Linked DNA regions of Mus musculus: regions 2 and 3 are each linked to region 1. A link is a contact called in public HiChIP or PLAC-seq and promoter capture Hi-C data. All regions are on one chromosome and are shown on one strand. Each heading gives the region's core, a stretch centred on a gene start, on an enhancer-like site or on the middle of the called end of the contact. The rest is flanking DNA. Distances are from core to core; before and after follow the strand shown.

Region 1 (2,633 bases), core at 66-2,565:
TCAGATATCTTCTGTTACAACTATTGAAAAAGAATCCTCATTAAAACGGGAAGCCAAATATTTAAATAAAACTTCCTTAGGAGCTAAGATTTACAGGAAGAAGCACAACATAGACTATTTTAAGCGACACGGTCTTCTGTGTCAAGTAAACTCTACATGTTATTTGATGTCTAACCAGCTGTTAATAGTTTCTTACCTCTATGTTTCACCTGCTACCATTAACTTTAACTACAGTCAGAAGTCAACAGGGTTCATGAAAAGGAATTCAAACTTTGCAGTTATTACATTGTCATGAATTTTACCAGTAATGCCATGTTTGTTTTAAAATCTCACCCTAAATTATTGTTTCTTTTGGTCTGCTTCTCAGACTTTACTGACTTCAAGGCTTTGAGTAGTAGTATCCTGGGAAGAGTCCTTTTGTTCCTCAGGCTTATCTGATGCTCTAATTTGGGTTCTGGGTTTTGATGAAGCCCTTCTCATGTCCTAGCGCAGGGGTTCATGCTGTCAGCAGATCACATCACTAACATTAAATCACTTGGCTGCTTTCTTCACGGTAATCTTTTGTTCTTTCCTTTCCGTATTCTTATTATTCCTAATAACCGGAGTGAGGGCCATCCCCTTGGCAAACTCCTTGTATTTACTAGCTATTGCCGGAACCAGGACGGGTTTCGGACCCTCAGGGGACGTGTGACAATGGGTGGCTTATTTCACAGGAATTGCCACCTTGCTCACAAAGGCAACACTGACTGATAGGTAATTCACTGGGTTTGGGAGAGCATCTCCTATGGTAAACCCTCCGTCACAGTCTCATCGACATGCCCTCTAACGCCCCACCGCTGCATCCCCTTCCAAAGCATCCTGCGGCGCGCGCGGCGGCGGAGGACGTGGGGCAGGAGGAAGCACCTTCGGACCAAGCTGGAGGTGGAGGACGCGGGGCCTGCGGGGGTGGATGGGTGTGGGCTACTTCTGCTTCCCTCTTTTCCGGGCTACGTGCGTGCTCTCAGTCACAAAGCCATGCACCGGCGATTGCGGCTTCTCCAGAGGGCTAAAAGGGCTTGACTCCACCCAGCAGTACGTGCCTAGCTCGGCTCGCATCATGGCCGCCGCCAAAGCGCAAAGGCCAGGCCTTCCACCCTCTTCGCCCACCACCTTCACTGCGCACGCGTGCTGCGGCCGCCTGGGCTTCGCTCCCAACAGGGCGGACCCAGGGGGAGGTCGGCCTGGCCAATCAGCTGGCAGGCCGCGCAGCAGGCTCCGCCCCCTCCTCTTTTGCTTGGGGTTCCAGGCTGCACATGTCAGTGTTTGGGTACGTGAGGCCGCAGCGGGGCTGGGGACATCGCGCTGGGCAGAACCAGGCCGTGGGAACGCTCCCAGGCTGGGGAGCGGCGGGGAGGAGCCGCGGCCCTGCAGGTTCCCGAGAGCTTTAAATTCTCCCGAACTGGGGCAGTCCCTTGCATTCTTACCGGCCAGTGTTGCCTCTCTGAACTCCCGGGGACACTTGTCATCTGCTTTAGGTGGGCGATGCTGTTGCTTAGTTGCAACTTGGAGGTGAGACTCTCGCCCCTTTAAGTCCTGCAGGCTAGATCTCCCAGAGGTCTGTGTGTCTTAGGAGCTCTAACAAACGTGACAGTGACAAACTGCTGGGTTACCAAGTCAAACCTTGTCAGATCTTGTTTTCTTTTTTTTTCCGTGGAGGGGTGGATTTTCAGCTCAGAGGGCTCGAGCGGGACAGGACAGTGACAAGCTGTTCTTTTCCTGCAGGAGGATGACCTTAAGAGTTTGCTGGAGACAGGAGCATCAGTGAACGCACCTCCGGATCCCCAGGAGCAGTCGCCTGCTCACCTAGCTGCAGGTGGCGGCCTTGCGTGCTTTCTTCTCTGGCAGCTGCAAACAGGTGCTGACCTCAACCAACAGGTAACTAGGTAACCGATTGTTGCTATGTACAACCCTCTCCTCCACCCAGTGTCTGCACGGACATTTCCTAGATGTCCGTTTCAGTTGGTATAAACAGGCATATAGGAATTTCCAGGAGAAAAATACATACTGCAAGATGGTAACTTGGAACTTTTTAGTATCCACATTAATAAAACAAAAACAAGCCATGGGATTTCTTTTAATAATCTAATCCCAAATACTCTTTCAGTATGTAATTATATCAGCAATGATTTATGTGTATTTTATTTTGCTCTTGTACCACGGTTCCCAATTCAGTGTGTATTTTACTTTTATGGCATAGCTCAGTGAAGTCGAACCACATTTCAAATATATATATATAGCATGTATTTACTGTACTTTTAAAAGTACTTGCTATTGTCCAAGTTCCAGTCAACCAGGAAATAGTATGTGGGAAACATGCCCACCATCAATTCTTCCAGTAGTCTTCATCTTCATTAGAGTGTGACGAAGTTTTTAATTGTAAACCTTTGGCTTCTATAGAACTCTATAGTGTGCTGGCATTCCCTTAATTTTTTAATGTGTGCAAATATGATGGCATGTTTTTATTAATGGAAACTTTGTATTAGCACAGCAAGAGAACTTCATGAAAAATACAATTAGTGGAATAATCCAGTTGTTACAAGGTAGTTTTCACTGGCTCCCTCAAATAGCTGGTATTACTTTGCCCACTGGCTTCT
Region 2 (2,633 bases), core at 64-2,563, 1.5 Mb before region 1:
ATTACCTTGTGAATGTGGGGTTCCTGTATGGAGTATTTGTAGTCTAGATTCTATTAACACCCACATTGTCAAATGTTAATTTTTAAGCAACATATTCAAAACAAACAACAAATTACTATGTATCTACTACTACACAAGGAGTCTACTGCTACATAAGATTTGTCTTCTTTGTTTGAGAAGGCATTTTTGGAACACCAGGCTAGTCTCAAACTCTGACATCAGCCTGCCTCTGCCACCCTAACACTGGGATTAAAGGCGTACACCACTACCGCCAGGTGGGATTTATCTTCTAATCCTTACTCTACCACGTTCACCAAGCTAGGGTGCTCTTTTTCCTTTTTCATCTGGACACATTACAGAGTTGGAAAGTTCAATGACAGGTGATTTATAGGACCTATTCCTTCCGACTTTGATATTTTGCAAAGCAAACAAACCACCACCACCAATAACAACAACAACAAAAACCAAAACACAAACTACAAAATTCTGATTGACATGAGGATGCTCAAAAATATTGTATATCCCTCAACAACAGACTGAGGAGTGACTTCACTGAGCATTATGGACAGAAACCGAAACACCAGGGTCATTCATTTTTCTGTAGAGATTTTACTTACTCGATCGACCCTTTCCACGAGACCACAAGTTTTCAAATTTAAAGGCGTTCAGATTTGAAGACAGAATAACTCGACACACAAGCGCTAAGCCACACAAGGGATTTAAGGACGGCCAAGTGCTCTAGGGTCGTGGACCAAGGACACTCATCTTACCAAGGAAATCTAGGAAGACCTAAATACAAAAATGACAAATGAGGGAAGCGGGAGGCTGAGTCTCACGTAACCCATTCGTGCTTGCTGGCCATAAGGTTGCCCAGTGCTATCTGGCAGGGGAACCACCAACGTGGGACATCCGGACAGGCGAAGAAGGTTCTCAGAGCAAAGGACACGTGCGAAGTCTGGGTGCTCCACGTCGTGACCTGCGCCGGGACAGGGGTGTCTAGTCCTGGGTTCTCACCTCTTGGTCCTCGTTGGCACCCATCGTGCCGGGCGCACGGCGTTCGCTACCGCGATGAACGGGCGGGCAGCGGGCGGGAGGCCGGGGCACCCCGTTTCCGCGCCTCGGTCTAGAGAAATCCTCCTCGCAGCCGTGGGTACGACCTCGTGCGCTCCAGATCCTCGGCAGCACCAAGCCACCGGCAGTCGATTGTGGGCCGGGAACCCAGGATCGCGTTATGTGTGATCGGGAACCGGGATCACGTTAAGGGACACCTAGACCTCTGACCAGTTACTGATGGGCGGTACCGAGGAAGCCCCGCCCCTTCTCACGATCGCGTCTCCTATTGGCTCCTTCTCTTTCCGCCCCCAACTCTTTCTCCTCTAGGAAATGGAACACCTTCCTAACAAGGAAACCCGTTCTATTCCAGGACTGGTGTGGAGTGCTGTCACTCAAGCCCAGGAAGTGCTTCCTGTGCCAGCGGAGGCGGGGAAAAGGAAGTGTCGCCTTCTGTCGCCCGGTCTGCGGCTGGGGCTGTTGCTTGTCGGTGGCCGCATTCCTAGACGCCCCTGCCTGGCTCTCTTGCCTCTTTCGGGGCTGACGGCGACTCGCCGCAGCTGCAGCGGGTCCAGGGCGTGCGGCCAGGGTGAGTTGGGCCCAGAGACCTTCCAGGCCAGGCTATCCCGGCTGGCTTGGTGGCCTGCGTTTCCCCTTGGCGTCCACCGATGCAATCTTGGCGTTTCTCCTTCCCCTGCAAAGAATTATTGCCAGAGAGGTGGGAGTGGTGGAGGAAAATAATGTCAGTTTCTAGGACTTTGAGGTTATTCTCCTTGCCCAGTGGCAGCTACTAGAGCCTAATGCTGAGATCCTAGGGACAGCCCTTTGGTTCTTCATTTGAGCGTTTTGCAATCGGATGTCTCTGAATCCTTGCTTGTTAGCCGGTGACTTGCATCCCAAACCACCTGTTTATTGATAGCCGTCTTCTTTAGTAGATACTCTGATTGGGTTAGCTTGTTTCTCTTCTATGATAGATTGCACTGACGAGGTGATCTGGTGCTGAGGACTTAACTTTGTACTTCTCCATGTTCCCTCTCTGTCAATGGTTTGCTTGGTTTCTCCATTATTTTCCGGGAAATCAGGAAGCGATTTCTTTCCTGTGTGTCACTGAAATCTATTCAGTCAACACTTGTCCTGTTCCGTTCCTTTTTAAATTTTCCTACAGCATAGTCAGGACCATTGCAAGTGTCCAAGCTTGTAAGGTAGAATAAAGCCGGGATTGCTGGTGTAGTTTTCATGACGTTGTTGGAAAAGATTTACACTGTCAGCTGTGAGAGCCAGTAACTAAGGGAAGGCTAGAGAGCACTTGAAATCTGCTAGTTTAACGGAGGGTGTGCAGTTCCTATAAAATACGCACAGGCTTGAAGACAATGCACAAATAGGTTTTTACAAGTTCATCGATAACTTATAATGATGTTTGGAAAATATTGTTGGCTAAAATAGAATATATCTAAAATCCCACATCTTTCTTTTTCTTTTGGGGGGGAGTTGGGAGGCTGTCTTTGATATCTCCATAGCCCTGGCTGGCCTGAAACTGCCCCCTGCCTCTGCCTCTCCAATGATGGGTTTTCAGGAGTGCTTTC
Region 3 (2,633 bases), core at 47-2,546, 1.3 Mb before region 1:
CCTGCATGATCTACGCTCCCTCTCTCTGACCTCACCGCCCACGGCTTTCCTGTTCAGCTCTGACTCCAGCCATACTGGCCTTCTTGCATTTCTTCCAACAGAAACCAAGACTGGTTTAGACTTCAGGACCGTCGCACTTGTTCCCATGGCCCTGGACACCAATCCCTTCACTCTTTGAGGGGCTCTTCATGCTCTAGGCCCCAGCTACTGGCATGCCTCACAGAGGTTAATGCATCTTTATAAAATGTGGCACAACTTTTGGCTTTAACTCAGCTTCCTGCATTTCTTTTCTGCTGGACCATTCATTGCATGGGACCATATTTGGTATGTTGCCTATTTAATCTGCTCAGTGAATGAATACCAAAGTTGTCACATGATCACAATCCCTCTTAAGTCATAATTACTGCAAAAATTTGTGTGACCATTTTGGTGTCTTGAGAACTGATGTTTTGTTGATTTGAGATACCTGAATGTCAGTAACGCCCATTCGTGAAAACATTAACAAAAAATTCACCTCTATGGCCCTTTACACATTGATCTTCTAAACCAGTCGTCTTTCTGTTCCTTGCCATTTTAGCAAAGGGTACCTTTTAAAGGCTTGTCTTGAATCTAAAAGGAGGTCGCTAAACATTTAGCTAATAGGTTTGTAGTTAGTAATTAATATTGCTTGATGTAGTTATAGGTTTTATATGCGACTTGTGGCTTTTTATCCCCACCCCCTTGGTATCCACAGAGAGGTTGTTCTGGCTATGTATTACCAAGCCACATACTGGAGATGGATGATGGCCTCCCTTCTAGATCTCATTGCCTTTCTGCCTCCTGGATGTCTTGCCAGAGCTTCCTGAATCTTAACCCTTTAGGGCCCTCCGACTGCTGAATACACGTTTCCATGAAGGCTTCCTATTGCTGGCTCTGCATCTTGTCACCCATCAGCGTGGAATGCCACCTTTAAAAATGATTGGGAACGTCTCGTTGTCACAGATGCATTAAAGAAAAGGAAAAAAAAAAAAAAGAAAGAAAGAAAGAAAAAAAAAAAAAAAAACCACCCAGCTCAAACGGGAAATGACAGATCACCTCCAGAGGCAATCAAGTTTATTCTCCTTGTTTAGAGCTCAAAACGCATTTTTGGCAACCCAAATGGGGAGGTGAGAGTGGTGGATAAGAATGGGAGTGGCGGCGCGTGGCGGGGCTGGCGGCCAGGCCGGGCGCCTTTAACTCGGCGTGACCTCGCGTCTGGCCCGCGCCCCCTCCTCCGCGCGCACCGCTGTCCTGCAGCGATTGGTGCTTGGACCATAAGCAGCTGTGCAGGGCCCGGCGGTGCAGAGGCCCCGGGCCCGCCAGCGCAACCAGGCCATTGGGGAGTGACTTCCACTCAGGATCGCAGAGGGCGCAGGCCGTTGGCGCGTGGCAGTCGGCGTGGGCCTGGCGTCCCCGCGCGTTCGCGGCGCCCCGCGTCTCCGGCTGGGCGCAGGTGGACCAGGCCGGGCGCCGCAGATCAGCGCGTTCCCACGAAGGCTAGCCCTCGGAGCGAGGGGGAGGGACCATCGGAAAGACGTGGAACGATCCGCGCGGTGTCATCCGCAGGGCCCAGGCCCCGCGCCGCCGCCGCCGCCGCCGCCGTCGCCGTCGCCGCTGGGGCTTTGCTGCGGGGATCTACGCCGAGCCTCCGCGCTGCCCCGAGATTAGCATGACACTGGGTAGCCGTCCCGCTTTCGGCGGTGCCAGAGCGCAACGCGCTAGTCCCCGAGCCGCGATGGCCTCGCGCGGGGGCCGATCGCCGGGCTCCGCAGCCACCGCGGCCCGTGAGTAAGAGTATGCCTGCGGCGGGGGACCCACGCGTGTCGGCACGCGCCCCCACCCTCCCGCGCCCCCGCCAGCCTCGGAAGGAGGAAGCCTGACGGCGCGCCGCGGTCGCCAGCACCCAACGGGGCTCTTCCTGCGTTGTCGCAGCGGCGGTCCCGGTGCTCCCGTGCGCCCCCCGTTCGAGCCTCTGGAATGAAGACTGCCTCCCGAGGACTGCGAGAGAGAAGCAGAGACAGCGGGCGCCGGGGACTGCGGCCCTCGCGGCTGGGAGGTCCAGGGGGACGCGACTCGGACGCTGTCATCCCCACGCCTCGCGCTGAAGCCTCCTAGTGCGGTTGGGGCTGCCGCCCACCGGTCAAGCTGCCGGGGCGTGCGATCCCGGGTCGGCCCCCGGAGGCCTCGGCTTCCTCATTTGTTTGGGTCTTTTGTGCTGTGGCGCACAGTTGGCTAAGCACTCCTGCGCTGAATCGGGCCATTGTCTGCGCTCCCATTGCTTCCACGCTGCAAGTCTCGGCGCCCCCACCCGGGCCGCCCCCTCCCGGCCGCCGAGCCTCCCAACGTGCCTTCCCCCTCAGGAATCTGGAAGCTGGAAGCCCGGCGGATTGCAAATGAAGTGGAATGCATTGTGGGACGAGTGTAAAATCCGAGCCTTCTCCGTGGGGGTGTGGGGGGGCGTGGGGAGGGCCGGACCTGCCGCCGGCGGTGTAGACACCGACGAGAAGAGGGGCTGGGGGAAAAAATGTGCGCAGAGTCCTCCCGGGTCGTGGCCTCGGTAGACGGATGAAGCAGCGCGCTGCGCCCTGGCGCTGAGGCCCTACTATCGGGGCACC

What was found. HiChIP or PLAC-seq counts read pairs in DNA pulled down with a chosen protein or histone mark. Capture Hi-C pulls out chosen DNA fragments and counts their contacts.
Region 2: a contact with region 1 is called in a promoter capture Hi-C map of liver, with 5 times the contacts expected there. The contact joins the promoter of Rwdd4a here to the promoter of Ankrd37 in region 1. A contact is called at or near these places in 5 of 39 promoter capture datasets (the HPC-7 cell line, hippocampal neurons, liver and 1 more), 4 of 484 Hi-C or Micro-C datasets (CD4 T cells, LSK cells, double positive thymocytes and 1 more), 2 of 115 datasets of contacts at active chromatin or transcription factors (astrocytes and bone marrow-derived macrophages) and 3 of 9 other capture datasets (adipose tissue, liver and macrophages).
Region 3: a contact with region 1 is called in an H3K4me3 HiChIP or PLAC-seq map of embryonic limb bud, with 4 times the contacts expected there. The contact joins the promoter of Stox2 here to the promoter of Ankrd37 in region 1. A contact is called at or near these places in 1 of 39 promoter capture datasets (pre-B cells) and 1 of 115 datasets of contacts at active chromatin or transcription factors (embryonic limb bud).

What each region holds. Positions count from the first base shown.
Region 1 is chr8:45,998,532-46,001,164 of GRCm38.p6, reverse strand. Ankrd37 (ankyrin repeat domain 37) reads left to right here and starts at 1,315. Exons shown (of 5, transcript NM_001039562.1): 1 at 1,315-1,548; 2 at 1,762-1,914. The coding sequence starts at 1,522.
Region 2 is chr8:47,532,325-47,534,957 of GRCm38.p6, reverse strand. It overlaps Rwdd4a (RWD domain containing 4A), which reads right to left and starts at 1,313. Exons shown (of 8, transcript NM_203507.3): 1 at 1,015-1,313. The coding sequence starts at 1,038. Trappc11 (trafficking protein particle complex 11) reads left to right here and starts at 1,488. Exons shown (of 30, transcript NM_177240.3): 1 at 1,488-1,639.
Region 3 is chr8:47,288,065-47,290,697 of GRCm38.p6, reverse strand. It overlaps Stox2 (storkhead box 2), which reads left to right and starts at 1,296. Exons shown (of 4, transcript NM_001114311.1): 1 at 1,296-2,633.